Regions from separate parts of the Mus musculus genome. Here all the other regions are linked to region 2. The links are chromatin contacts, called in public HiChIP or PLAC-seq maps. All regions are on one chromosome and are shown on one strand. The core of a region is the stretch at or near the end of the contact, and the rest is flanking DNA. Distances in the headings are between cores, read along the strand shown. Region 1 has its middle 30 kb from the start of Gm42327. Region 2 has its middle 53 kb from the start of Runx3. Region 3 has its middle 8.0 kb from the start of Gm16225.

What was found. HiChIP or PLAC-seq counts read pairs in DNA pulled down with a chosen protein or histone mark.
Region 1: a CTCF HiChIP or PLAC-seq map of CD8 T cells shows a contact between it and region 2, with 9 read pairs. The contact joins two enhancer-like sites. A contact is called at or near these places in 3 of 15 datasets of contacts at CTCF or cohesin (CD8 T cells, the NIH/3T3 cell line and large pre-B cells), 50 of 484 Hi-C or Micro-C datasets (3T3-L1-derived adipocytes, the 63-12 cell line, the AML12 cell line and 29 more) and 16 of 115 datasets of contacts at active chromatin or transcription factors (CD8 T cells, the HPC-7 cell line, the SCID.adh cell line and 11 more).
Region 3: a contact with region 2 is called in an H3K27ac HiChIP or PLAC-seq map of DN3 thymocytes, with 5 times the contacts expected there. The contact joins two enhancer-like sites. A contact is called at or near these places in 8 of 39 promoter capture datasets (the 3T3-L1 cell line, embryonic stem cells, hematopoietic stem and progenitor cells and 5 more), 3 of 15 datasets of contacts at CTCF or cohesin (CD8 T cells, the NIH/3T3 cell line and large pre-B cells), 4 of 484 Hi-C or Micro-C datasets (the G1E-ER4 cell line, natural killer cells and palatal mesenchyme), 8 of 115 datasets of contacts at active chromatin or transcription factors (CD8 T cells, DN3 thymocytes, the SCID.adh cell line and 5 more) and 5 of 9 other capture datasets (adipose tissue, embryonic stem cells, liver and 2 more).

The regions. Positions count from the first base shown.
Region 1 is chr4:135,078,970-135,083,044 of GRCm38.p6, forward strand. No RefSeq gene overlaps it. Among named protein-coding and RNA genes, the nearest start is that of Gm42327, 30 kb to the left of the region's middle. Within about 2 kb of position 1,377, at least 108 of the 459 cell types and tissues checked have an H3K27ac peak or open chromatin away from gene starts, as enhancers often do. A contact at or near this core is called in CD8 T cells, the HPC-7 cell line, the P5424 cell line and 10 more, where this site is marked.
Region 2 is chr4:135,203,315-135,207,941 of GRCm38.p6, forward strand. No RefSeq gene overlaps it. Among named protein-coding and RNA genes, the nearest start is that of Runx3, 53 kb to the left of the region's middle. Within about 2 kb of position 3,192, at least 117 of the 459 cell types and tissues checked have an H3K27ac peak or open chromatin away from gene starts, as enhancers often do. A contact at or near this core is called in CD8 T cells, DN3 thymocytes, the HPC-7 cell line and 11 more, where this site is marked.
Region 3 is chr4:135,126,101-135,130,656 of GRCm38.p6, forward strand. It overlaps a transcript of Runx3 not described here. Among named protein-coding and RNA genes, the nearest start is that of Gm16225, 8.0 kb to the left of the region's middle. Within about 2 kb of position 2,866, at least 98 of the 459 cell types and tissues checked have an H3K27ac peak or open chromatin away from gene starts, as enhancers often do. A contact at or near this core is called in CD8 T cells, DN3 thymocytes, the SCID.adh cell line and 2 more, where this site is marked.

The DNA of each region.
Region 1 (4,075 bases), core at 127-2,626, 130 kb before region 2:
TAGAAAATGTCCCTGAGACCACCCTCTGGTTACTTTTCTGGTGGGACCTGCTCAGCCTACAATCTTGGGTGCTAGCTATTGTGTTTGCCCAGGTGCTTGGGACACTTGGGGGCGGGAGGGAGGCAGGGCTGGTTTCTATTCTGAAAACATTTCGGTTGGGTCAGGGACCCGGGCAGAAATGTGTGAACTTCTATGGTAGTGATAGCAGTGGGCATGCAGAGAAGAGCAGGCACCTGCCAGGGGAAGTGAATTCTTGAGGTCTCAAACTTGGGGACATACAAATGAGGTGGGGAGGATCCAGAGTGGAAGAAACTTACATGGAGGCTCCGAGTGCATGGCTAGCCTGACTGCCTGTCCTGGGTTCAAGTCCTGCTATGATGTTCCTCACTATAAGAAAATATACACTGCCTCAGTGTCCTCAAATATAAAACGGAAGATGTCTAAGACTGTTCCGTGGACCTGTCCAGTGGAACTCTTCACAGGCAGGAAGTTTGGGGGGAGGTTTGTTTGTTTGTTTGTTTGTTTGTTTTTGTGGTGCTGTGGATGGAACCCAAGGCCTTATGTACCACTGGGCTTCACCCACAGCCCCTCAGTGGGATTAGTCCCATGACATGTTCTACACAAAGTAAACACTCATTAAATCTCATCCGCCTCTCTAATCCCCAAAGCTTTTATTGAGCACCAGCTGTATGCCAGGTGCTCCCAGATGATCCGCATACATATCCACACATCTGAACCCAAAGTCAGGAATGTGGAGATTGCCTGAAGTCCTGGAGAGGTTGAGGGGGGCTTCCTGGAGATGAAGTGTGAGGCTGTGTTTCACCCCCACTCCCCGAACAGACAGTGGTTCCAGCTTGGGCAGAACAGCCAAGCCCTTGAGCACCGGGAGCCCAGGGCTCCCGTGGGACAAAGGAGCCACTCTGGGCACTCCCCAAGCCTTTCAGGAGTCCCTGTAGGGGAAGGCCCCAGCAGGCTTGGTTCTCAAGCAGTAGAGCCTCCGGCAGGCATCAAACAACAAAAAGGCTTTTCTCACTGCCAGTGAGTCACCCGCCTCGAGAGCGAGCGAGTGAGCGAGCGAGCGGGCCCTTGCACTAGCTAGAGAAGACAAAACCACACATCTGAAGAAGTTTCCCACGGGCCACCGCTGGCTTTAAATAGCTGCACCAAGCCTTGGAGGAGGTGGTGGGTGGAGTGGGGAGCCAGGGCGCTTTGCCAGTCCACCAGGGTCTCACTTTAGACCCTGTCCTGACCATCAAGCCCAATAACTTGTGTAGACTGGAACGCAACCTCCTGGGGACCGTGCAGATGTGTAGAAACCTGGAGGCAGCAGCTGGACACATAGACAGCTGGACAGACCTCCAGCCAGCAGCAGGAGTGGGGTGACTCCGGAAAGGGGGAAGTTGACCTCTCTGTGCACCATAAGCAGCCTTCAGGCCTTGCTGGGCCTTCTGGTTGTCACCTGACACACACACACACACACACACACACACACACACACACACACACACACACACACACCAGGCTCAGCTCCCCCCTCACCCAGCCCATTCGTGACTGCTCCCTGGGCGGCGTTTCCGGAGGCAGGCTCGAAGCTGGGCGGCTGACGCACTTGCTGCCCCCCAGCAGGGCTGGGTGTGAATAGAGCCCCCCATCTCCCTTTCCCGTAAATGAGCTCACCCCAGCTGCGCATGGTTCTAAGAAACAGGAGATGCGCACCCGTCCCTCATCCACAGCGCTGGGCGAAGCTTTTCTCCTGCTCCTCCCACAGCCCAGGCTTCAGGCTGGGGCCACCGCAGGCTGGCAAAAGCCCTTCCCTGTGGGTGTGAATAAATGTCTTGAGTGTCGGGGCAGCTAGGGTCATCAGGTCTCAGAGGACAGACAGGCCCTCAGATATGTGGGAGAACAGTCATGTGCCCTCCCAGTCAGGAAGATTACAAAGCCCCTAAGGGCTGTCAGCAGCTCACCAGTGCAGGCCTTGGTGACCATCTGAGTCAGGATTCACAGCAGGCCATGACTTGCCCAGTCACACAGCATGCCAGTGGGGATCTAGGTAGACTACTGTGTGATTCTATGTCCTGACCAGTGCATAGGTGTCAAGCATTCACTCAACAAACAAACTGAATCCCTTGTGGGAGACAGACTCTAGATTAAGAAGATATTATCATACCTGAGAGATTAAAACATAATATAAATATATAATGTATAACATGTAATTTATAATATGGTATTTAATATGTAATATGTCATGTGTGCTATATGATATATCACGTATAATCATGTATCATGTATAATAATGTGTAACATGTAATATAATAAAGTAAAATATATAATATATGATATAATGTATAATATATATTCTCAGCAGGAGCCAGGCTGAGCCCAGATTTTTGTGCTACCTATTTGGGCCTCTAGGTTTGGAAGAACAGTCCAGAGTAAGGAGGCCCAGCCTCCTCCACCTTATACAGTTCCTCAAGTTACCGGACAGCTCCCGAGGCTCCAGTGGGCTGTGAGAGGTTGAGGTGGGTGACTGTTGGTGGCTGTCAGTCAGCAGCTCAGGGACACCAGCTCTCCTGCTGCCCTCCCCCCCCACACACACACACAGGGCCCCATACAGGAGGCCTTCAGAGGTGGCACATGGTCGAGGGACAGTGTGGATGAAGCCTGCGCATTTCTGCTGTCCCACAGGACAGATGAGTAGTGGCCATCTGCTAAGCCACCACGGAGCACTTGTGACACTGTGCTCAGGACACTGCTGGCACTGTGTGGCATCCCTGTGGTCCAGGCTAGCAGATCCCCGTCTCCTCAGGCTACAGGCCAAAAGTAGGAACCTGGTTATCATGGGGCAAAGGGAGGCATTCAAATGCAACAGTCTCCCATGTTTGCTCCCTCTCACCTCTGTCTATTTGTCTGCCTCTCTGTTTTTGTGTCTGTCTATCTCTCTCACTCTCTCTGGCACTCACTCTCTCTGTCTCTCTGTCTCTGTCTCTCTCTTTCTCTCTCAATGACCCCAGCTATTTTGGGGCGTGGAAGCACTTGGTGACGTTTCTCTATGTCACTTGGGGAACAACACGGAGCTCATGGGTTGGGTTGCTTGTGTGCCCAGTGCAGCATCCAGCTGAACCCAGGCTCTGTCAACTTGTGACAGATTGCCTAGTAGCTCAGGGTGCCAAAACCAGGGGTACACCCTCTGCCTCTGCCTGGTGTCGGGGGTGGGGGCACTGTCTTTAGAGATGTCATGCTATCTTCTACACAAGAGGCAGTAGGTGCAGAGAGTGGCTAACTGCATGAGTCAGGGAGCAGGTACAGGGGGTGGTTAGACAGTATCAGTCAGCCAGCTAATGGGAACAACCCAGCTTCTGCCAGTCTCTAGGGGAGGCACCTCCCTAGCCTGCTTTGGGGCCAAGTGGACAGTGGCTACTGCCCAGGAACAGAGAGCCTGTTCCCGCACCTGCAACTGACCTGCTGGGCCTTCAAAAACACATTCCTCATCTGCACAGAGACTCCCTGACATAAGAAAGTCACTGTGAGGACTCTCATGTGAGGAGCCACCATGATTTCAACAAGCACACAGTGACCTTCCCTCTGGGCTGGGAGCTAACAACAAGGGCTCCGCTTGCTTGTGTGTTTAGATCAGCCAATGGGCTCAGGGTAAGCTGTCATCCTGAGCTCGGCTTGTGAGGCCTCTACCATCTGTGGTCAGCATACATGTCTGCATGTACACACATGTGCAGGCATGCATGTGCATGCACATGGCTGTGTGTGGAGGCAGGTGTGCACAGGCATGTGTGTCTGCATGCTGCATAGGTGGGTGGGTGTCTGCATGCTGCATTTCCATATTGCACATAGTTGCTGCGGTCTGACTACTGTGGCAGTGTCTCTGAAGGGAGCCTCTCTGAGCCTGCACTTTGCACACATAGCTCTTGCATGCTTGCATGCATACATGCATGCATGCATGAGCCAAGTGCATGGGCCTATGTGCACATGGGTCTGGCTGGGGATGGGGCGGGGGCTATCTGTTCATGAACCTGTGTGTGTGTGTGTGTGTGTGTGTGTGTGTGTGTGTGTGTGTGTGTGT
Region 2 (4,627 bases), core at 1,942-4,441:
GCATATTTCCTCTGCACTCCATACACGGAGTACAGCCCCAGATGCGTGCTCAACGACATCACCCTCCGGCTGTGACTAAATGTGTCACCATGAGAGCTGGAAACAACCGAGCCCTGCTCATCGTGGGACAGGCGAGCAGGGAGGGGATCTGACCAAAATCTAGAGTTCCAGATGACGCGGAGATACTTGCAACATAGTCGACTAGTGACAGAGAATAAAGCCCTGCCGCCCTCACAGGAAAAGAAACCCCTAGTCAACAGGCTGGAGACACACCGCAGTAGGCTGTCCCCGAGGGCCAGTCGCAACTCAGGGTGGGGGGTAGGGGTGAGGGTGGGGGTGGGGCTGCTGCCAAGCCTCTTGCTTCCGGTGCTTTCCAAACATTCTCAGTGAGCAGAAAGACTTTCGTCATCGCCTAAGCAATAAAAATAAAATAAAACAAAACAAATAAAACAAAACAGCGGTACTCTTTCTTCTTCACCCTTTGTCTTTTTCTCTCTGCAAAGTTCCTTCATGGGTCAGTTGAGGTTGGTTGGGTAAATGTCTGTGAGGGTGTCCGTAGCGGCGCGTTCGTGAATCAGCCTCAAGCCTGGCTTGCACTGCCTGCCTGTCTCTATTTACATTGCTCTCCCTTGCTATTCCCGATGCTTGTGGAAGACAGAAAAACCCAATGTCTCTGTTTAGTCACATCTAGCCACGACACTGATACTGGGAAAGCATCAGGCTGCCCCATACAGATGTGTTTTAACCTGAAATGGACACTGGGTGTCAAGGATTGCCTGTGGCCTGGCGCCTGGCGAGTGGCATTGTGCTACCCCAGAGCTGGAGAGACCCGTAAAATCTGGCAGGAGAGGATAAAGATACAGGTGTGGCCCCATAGCTACGGCCCCCATCCACCCACCCCACCCCCATCCTGCCCCCATTGAGCCTCGAGGGTTTGTACCAGATCAGCACTAACCCCCTGCAGTCCCTCTCTGGCAAGGAACTCCGGCCTTGGCCATCCTTGTCACACAGACGCTGGAGACAATCCAGCTTCCTGCTGTCATGATTGATTTCTACTTGACATCAGATAAGGAAAAGCAGGTGTAGAATGTCAAGTTCAAATGTGACGGCAGAGCCCTGCTGGATTTTCCCTTCAAAAACCAACTGCCAGTGGCAGTGGCAAAACTGATCCCGGGCTGGGAACTTGGGATGGTCTGTGTTTACAGTTATTCACATTTCCCGATCAAAACTGCAAAACAGGTGACCTCGAGGTTCCTGCAGGGACCCCTGAGTCCCAGAAGGATCTGTAGGAATAGGGAGCAGGTTTGGTTTGGTTTGGTTTGTTTGTTTGTTTGTTTGTTTTTTAACTTTTAAAGAGGAGGCAAAACATTTTTCTGTTAGCATACAGATGTGGTGTGAGGTCATGGGGTGTGTGTGTTCTCATCTGTACGAGTGGGCATATGTAGGCTGTAGGCGTGTCTGTGACGTCCCAAGGTTGATAGATCTGCCTCCATTGTCCTCCATCTTGTTCATAAAAGTAGGCTCTGTCAATTAAACCCTGGGCTTAACGATGGAGGGCTAGTGTCATCTAGCCAGCTTACCCAGAGACCTCAGTCTTCACCTCCCCAGGGTTGCCATGTCTACCCAGATCCATTTGTTAGCACTTTATCCACTGTGTCATCTCCCCAGCCTGGGGCAAAATTGTTTGGATGCTTTGAAGGAGTTTCTGCCCAACAGAGGCTGACCTCCCAATTCGGGCTTTTTTTTTTTTTTTTTTTTTTTTTTTTTGGTTTTTGGTTTTTGGTTTTTGTTTTTTGGTTTCTTTGAGACAGGGTTTCTCTGTATAGCCCTGGCTGTCCTGGAACTCACTCTGTAGACCAGGCTGTCCTGGAACTCAGAAATCCGCCTGCCTCTGCCTCCCAAGTGCTGGGATTAAAGGCATGAGCCACCACTGCCCAGCATTGACCTCCCAATTCTCCCCCCAACCTCCAAGTGCTGGGATTCAGGTGTCCCAAGCCTCCTCTAATCCTCCTGCTTTCCCCAGACCTAAAATCCCTGTCGGACTGAACAGGACCAGCCTCTTCCACACCCCACTGAGCCAGAGCACGCAGCGCAGCAGGTGTCCCTGGGACCGCTGGACTCTCCTAGCATCCCCGGAGAGACTGCTGAATATCCCCTTGGTAAGATCTGGGCTGCCCCACTGCTGGGCCAAAAGTCAATCTGGCCAGCCCCTGCTAACATGGGAGATGACAGCATCTAACTAGGCACTAAAGGAGGAATGGAGGAGGGAACAGAGGGAGAAAAAAAAAAGAGGGAGAAAAAGAGGGAGAGGGAGGGAGGAAAGAAGGAAGGGAGGAAGCAGGTTACTTTTCTGTTAAAGCTAGTTGAATGAAAATAGTTTGCTCTAGCCTGGCATGGTGACACATGCCTTTAATTCCAGCACTCAGGAGACAGAGGCAGGAGGATCTCTGTGAGTTTGGGGCCGGTCTTATTTACAAATAGTTTGCTCTTGTTTAGGGAGGGAGTCAGAGAGTAAGGGGACTCTTGCTTAGGACTGTTGTCCTAGGTGCTTCAAGATACTCCACCCCTCCCCCACTCCTCCTTCCTCCTCTCCAATGGCCCTTCTGAGTGCAGACCTAGTGACACGTTCTATTAGACCCTAAGATACTTTTTATGAAGATAATGTCACCGATCTTTAGAGATATTTCGTGCACTGTCACCTCTTTCTTTTAGGTGGCACCTACCTACCGCTCAGTATGGCTCAGGCCACAGCCATGCATGCACCGTGCTGGGAGCCACCGGGGTCCAGGGACCCCTAGAAAGATGGCAGCAGCGCCTTCTCTCCACCTCGACCTAGCTGCCACGCAAACCTGGCAGTGTGCCGGGCACAGGCGAGAAGAGGGTGCAGAGGCGCAAAGGGCCCACGCGTGAACCGATCTTGCAGCAGGTGTCGCTCCTCCCCCTGCCCCGCCTGGCCCCCGGGGTGCGAAGTGTCAGGGTGCGAAGTGTCGCTCGCTCGCTAGATGGCTGCGTCCGTTCGCCACAGGAAGGAGGGAAGGAGGCCGGAGGTGCCTTCACGACACGCCGCGGCCCTGACAGATCTGATAAAGAGGAAGGAAGCCGGCGACGCTGCGGATCTGAACTGACAACTCCCCAAACTGCCGGCGTCCTGCAGCTGGCCCCGCGCGGTTTGCAGAAGTGGCGCCTGAGAGAGGGTCGCCTGCGCCCTCTGCCGGCTGTTTGGAGAAAGCCTTCGCCCGTCTGGTGACAGCCAAGGCTTTCAGAGCAGGGTCCACCTGGCCTCTTGCCACGAAGTATTAAAGCAGGTGTGCACAACTTGTCTGGGCTTCTTAACTTGTGTTTGTTGCCAGAGACGTGCCCCCAGAGAACAAACCCAGTGTCGGGTGCGCCCTAGACGGGCCTCAGTTTTCCTGACAATCTAATTAGTTTGGTTGCCAACCTTAATGAGAAAAGGAGTCAGGCTTCTAAAGATTACAGACTTCATGCCGCTACAGTCCATCTTCGGAACTGTGGTTTCCTAGCTGTGTACCAAACAAATGTCTTACACCCCTGGGGTTGAGTTTCCTTATCCAGAAATGGGAACTTTCTATATAAGGACCATAAAAGAGCTCTAATATGGTATGGCATTCAGAATAGTTGCTAATGTACTATTCACACGTTTGTTAAATGAAGGTGTTGAAATGGCAGTGTGTGGCCAGGAAGCTTGGCAGTGGTGCCTGAGAGGGGATTGTCCTAGGGACTGAATTACAGACCAGAGTACCTGCTCTGCTTTGCTAGACTCTGCTCCATGGGCCCTTCAACCTTCCCTGAAGCTGTCGAATGTAGTATTTCTCATAAATCAGTTAGGTCTATTTGGTTGCTATTTAACTCTGTCCTCTCTTTCTCTCCCCACCTCTTTTCTTTGGAACAACAACAACAAAAAAAATTTTTTTTTTGAGACCGGGTATTATATCCCAGGCTGGCTTTGAACTCACTATCTAGCCAAAGATGACCCTGAGCTTCGTACCGTCCTGTGTTTACCTCCTTAGAGCTGAGGTTACAGATCCACACAGTAGCAGGATTGAACCCAGGGCTTCAGGCTTGCCAGGCAACCAGTGCACCACGGGATCCCCATCACAAGCCCCATTTCTGCCTTACAAAAGAATTAGAGCCCTATTCTGCCCGTTTGCCCTCCAAGTGGAAGGTATCTTCCCGGATTATGGAAATTTATAGGGCAGACTTCCCTCATTAAAGATGCCCTGTCCCCCAGTTGCAAGGCCACCCTGGTTTCCCTGTGGTCCCCTCACTGGCTCTGCTCCGTCCGCTTCTCGGGCCGACTTCAGACTGCTTTAAAGGGTGGGCAGTTTCACCATGATATGTTTAGGTGTGTTGAATTTGTTTTTATTCTGCATGGACTTTAGAGAAGTTTCATAGATTTGAGGTTGATTCCTTTATTCAGTTTTTAGAGAGATCTCGGGCACTATTCATCAAGTGCAGCTCCTGCCCTGTTGCCCGGGACTTCATTACACAGGTGCAGGCTGGAGCCCATGAGACTTTCATGCCGGTCTGGCTTTCCTGGTTTTCAGTTGGTTTGGACCTTTGCTGTTGTCTGCTTTAGATAGTTCTCGTTCTCTCTCTCTCTCTCCTC
Region 3 (4,556 bases), core at 1,616-4,115, 78 kb before region 2:
ATTGTCTTACTCTGGGGACGCTCGTTTTTCAAACATCTATTGCCCATTTGCATTTCATCTTTGGAGAATTGTCTGCTCATTTTGTTGTTGATAATGTTGTTGTTGTTCGTATATTCTAGATACTAATTTGTCAGGTACAGAGCAAGCAAACCAGTTCTCCCCATTCTGTAAGCCGTTGCCTGTATGACTCGCTCCTTTTGCTCTATGGAGCCTTTCGATCTTTCATCCCACGAGGTCCTGTTTGTCAGTTGTTGGCCTTAATTGCCTGAATGAGAATTCCACTCAGAAAGGCAACCTGTATCTGGAAGTGTTTCCCTTACGTTTTCTTCCGACAGAGAGTCTCTGGTCTGACATGAAGACCTTTGACCCAGGGCTGGGGAGATGGCTTGGAGGTTAAGAGCCATCTTCTAGACTGCACAGCTTTGATTCCCAGCCTGCACACAGAGGCTCACAACCGTTTAAAATTCCAGTTCCAGGGTGTCTAGCGCCCTCTTCCAACCTCCACGGGCACTGCATGCATGCAGTGCCCATGCATACATGCAGGCAAACCCTCACACATAAGGAAAAAGTAAATAAGCCCTCAAAAAAATTCTTTGACTCATTTGGAGTTCTTCCTGTGAAGGGTGAGGTTAAGTACCCCTCTTTGCTCTCCATCCTAGGGGAACCCAGTCTTCCTAACATTGTCTGTTAAAAATGCTACCTTTATTGCAATGTGCATTTTGGCTTTTTTGTCAAAAATCACATGGCTATAGCTGCCCTTCTATTCTGATTGGTGTACATGTCTGGTTTTGTGCCATCCGCAGACCTATGCTTAGTGTGTCATGTGTGTTTCTGTGTGTGTGCTTATGTGCATGTGCATATGTATGTGCCTGTGAGTGTGAGCGTGTGTGTGTGTGTGTGTGTGTGTGTGTATTAAACTTAGAGCCCTGGGCATTCTAGGTAAGTGTGCTTTTGCTGAGCTACATCCCAGCCTGGCCTACATCTCCATCACCCACTCACCAAGAAGTCTCTCCAAGATCATCTGCAACAAACCAGAACCTTGGAACTCTGAGCCTCAGTTCCCAGAGCTATTGTCAGACTGCTTGAGTCATTTACTGAGAAGGGAGGGAGGAAGGAAAGGAAAGAGGGAAAAAAAGGCTTCCAAGCTTGGGTGTCCTATCTGGGCACCATCACAGACCTTGAAACAGCAGCTCCTGGAGAAGAGCCCTGGATGCTACTCATGGTGGAGTGGAGAGACGGGGCAGGACAAACTGGGTCTCGCCTTCAGCAGTCAGGACAAGAACTGAGACCAGTACCTCAATAAGAAGTTATTCCCAAGAAAGATGGAGTGGGCAGAAGACAGCACCCTCCTTGTTTCTTAGATGAAGAAAGAGAGCCCCAAGGAGAGGCTCAGGCTTATGAAAGGTTCGGTTTAGCTCCAGGGGAACCAGTTTTGGAGTTTTTCCCTCGACCCCTGGGGAAGTTGCTGCTCACCTTGCACTTAGTTCAGGGTTCATGGCTTGAAGCTACTTAGCAGCTTGGTTCCCTCAACCCTCAATTTTACCCATTGTTTGGCGGGAGCTGGGGCCAGGAAGGAGGCTCAGTTGGTAGAGTGCTTGCTTCCTGTGCGTGAGGTCTGGGTTTGAGTCTCAGCACTGCATCAAGTGGAAGGTGCCTATAATTCTTATCACTCGGGAGATGGAGGCAGGGGGATCAAGCATTTAAGGTCATCGCTCCCCTCTAACGGCAAGTTCAGTCAGCCTGAGATATTTAAAACTGTCTCAAAAAATGAGAGAGAGACAGAGACAGGCAGAGAAAGGGAAAAAGAGGGGGCAAGAGGGAGAATAACAGAGATAGAGTCAGACAAAGAGAGACAGACAGACTAAGAGAGACAGACAGACAGAAAGGAAGAGAGAGGAGGAAGAGTGAGACAGAGAGAGAGACAGAAACAGAGACAGACAGAGAATGGGGGAAAGAGAGGGGGAGAGAGGGAGAATGACAGAGAGAGTTAGACAGAGAAAAACAGAGGAAGACAGACAAAGAGGAAGAGAGAGGGAGAGAGGAAGAATAAGAGATAGTCAGAGTGGGGGGAGGAGAGGAGAGAGGAACTAACAGGAATTTCAAAGAGGAAAATTGACCAGTTGTATAGAAGGGGTTGAGGCTGGGAATGTGGTTTAACCCCCAAGGCCCCGTGCACGGCACAGGCTAAGAGTGTCTGCTGCACATTGGCCTCCTGTCTGAAGCCTCAGGCTTGCTCATTCTCCAGCATATGGCTCCCGCCTTTCTAGGGAGAGCTGGGCAGCTCAGAAAGACTGCGAGGCCCTTTGCACATGGTGCGTGGGGCAGAGGACACAGCACACAATTCAGCCGTATAAACCCGGCTCTAGACACGTCTTTGCTGTGCATCCTAGAGAGAAGTGCCTCACCTCTCTGTGCTTGTTCTCTCTGTGAAATGGGAGACATTAACAGCACCCAGCGCAAGCTGTTTGGGAGGCCTAGGGATAGAATGAGGGTAGTGCAGAGCTCGACACGGCCAAGACCTTCATTAGTGCCACAAAATATTCTGAATCCATATTCTTCCTCTTCCAGCAAATGAAAAAAAAAAGCTGCGAACTAATAGAAGGTAGGAGCCTTGCCTTTCTCCTCAAGACCCCGCTTCAAGGCCACCCTTTTAAGAGCCGTTTTTTCCCAAGAATTGGGATGCCTGTTGTCATCACCCCTCACTCTTGAAGCATCTAAAGAGAGTTCCAGGGAGTGTCCCTTGCTGCGGTGGCGCGGGGTGAGGGTCCGGGATGGGGAACCTGCGGGGTTGGTGATTGAGGGAGGGATGAGAGGGCACTGCTGTTCCACGCATGCGCATTTCCATGCCCTCCTCACTTCCCCTCCGCTGGCTGGTTTTTCTCTGAACACCGAGCCAGAGCTCTCCTAGCCTATGGGTGCTGGCGGCTCGGAGGTTTAGGTTCCTCTTTGGGGTTTTCTTTTAAGTCTGGGAAAGGCATTTTTGGCACAAGGCTCAGACTTGCGTGTGGGCGGAGAGGAGAGATGCGTCTAAGTTACAGTTTTGAAGGTTGCCACGGTCAGTACCACCCACCCAAACACCTTCCCGAGGAGAGTCCAGGGGAGCCTTAACTCCTGCCAGGGCTCCACTGCCATTGGACCGGAACTGATGTAGGTCCTTTCTTGTCTCCCACCTGAACATCTGTCGGGCAACATCTGGCCCCTTTACATCTGCCGAGAAGAGGGAGTGGCTAATGTGAGAGGCAGCAGATGTTGGGAGGGGGCCCTTGAAGGTCCCGAAGGAAAGGGAAGAAGATGAAGGGAGGGGCAGAGAACAGGAGAGCTTCCTTACCGTCCCAAGCCCACCTCACCTGGGAGTGCTGGTTGCTGCCCAAGAACTGTCCCTCGGAAGATGTCCTCTAGGTCTCACTCAGGTGCTGGAGGCCTCAGGTGCTTCTGGGAAGTAGCATTGATCCAGATCCAGGGTGTCTTAGGAAGGATTACAGGTCCTGCATGTGCAGGTGGGGAGCAGAGTTCCTCGTGGGTTAGTGGGGCCCGTGGGGAAACCCTGACATCTCCCTGGCCCCGTTCCCTACATGAAGTCAAGTCCCTTCGGCAAAGGGAAGGAAACCTCGCAAGGCCATCTTCGAGCAAAAAAAAATAAAGGAAAGAAAATGCCAGCAGCAGCTCCGGTCACCGGAAGCGAGCAGAGCCATCGGAGTCCAGAGGCTTTGTGGGAAGTTCTCAACATGGAGTCTGTGTTACTTATAGCAGTAGGAAGAAGACCCTGCTTTGTATTTCCAAAGAAAGGAAGCAGAAGAGGAACCCTGGCCTCCCGGGAGCCGAGGCTGAAGGACACCCACTCTCTCTGCTTCTCCTCACAGCTCCGTCTGCTTTCCCACCGTGGCTCTGGCCTGCTGGCTAGGGACGGCAGGATCTCCCCTGGTCAGGGTAGAACCTTGCATAGAGCAGATGCCCAGGCTGCGCTTGTGTCTGAGGCAAGGGCTCTGCAGCTCCCTGGGAGAGGCAGTCTGCTCCCCCTCTGGCCTGGTTGTCTCTTTTGTGGGTACTGCTGGCCCCTCTGGTGGCACTACTGCAGTGGTTCTCAACCTTCCTCAAGCTGTGACATTTAACACGGTTCTCCACATTGCGGTGACCCGCCCCCAACCATAAAATTATTTTGATACTACTTCGTAACTGCAATTCTGCTACTGTTATGAATTATAATGTAAACATCTGATGTGCAGCTCCTAAAGGGGTCATCACCCACAGGTAGAGAACTGCTGACCTACTGTGCGTAAGCACGCAGGAGTGTACACAGCAGGCAACTGTATTTCTCCTGCTGGGGCTAATATCCACCCCCCCACACACACACACACACACACACAGTTTACAGATAGGAGAAGCAAGGCCCAGAAGAGAGGCAGTCCTTCCCCAAGACTCATAGTTAAGGACTTCTGGAACCCTGAGAGCCTGCTACAGCCCTGCTTAGATCTCTGACAGCCCTGACTCGGCCTCCCGGGACCTCTATAGATGCGTATGAACACATTGAGTCTAATTGAACGGGCATCATGAATGAG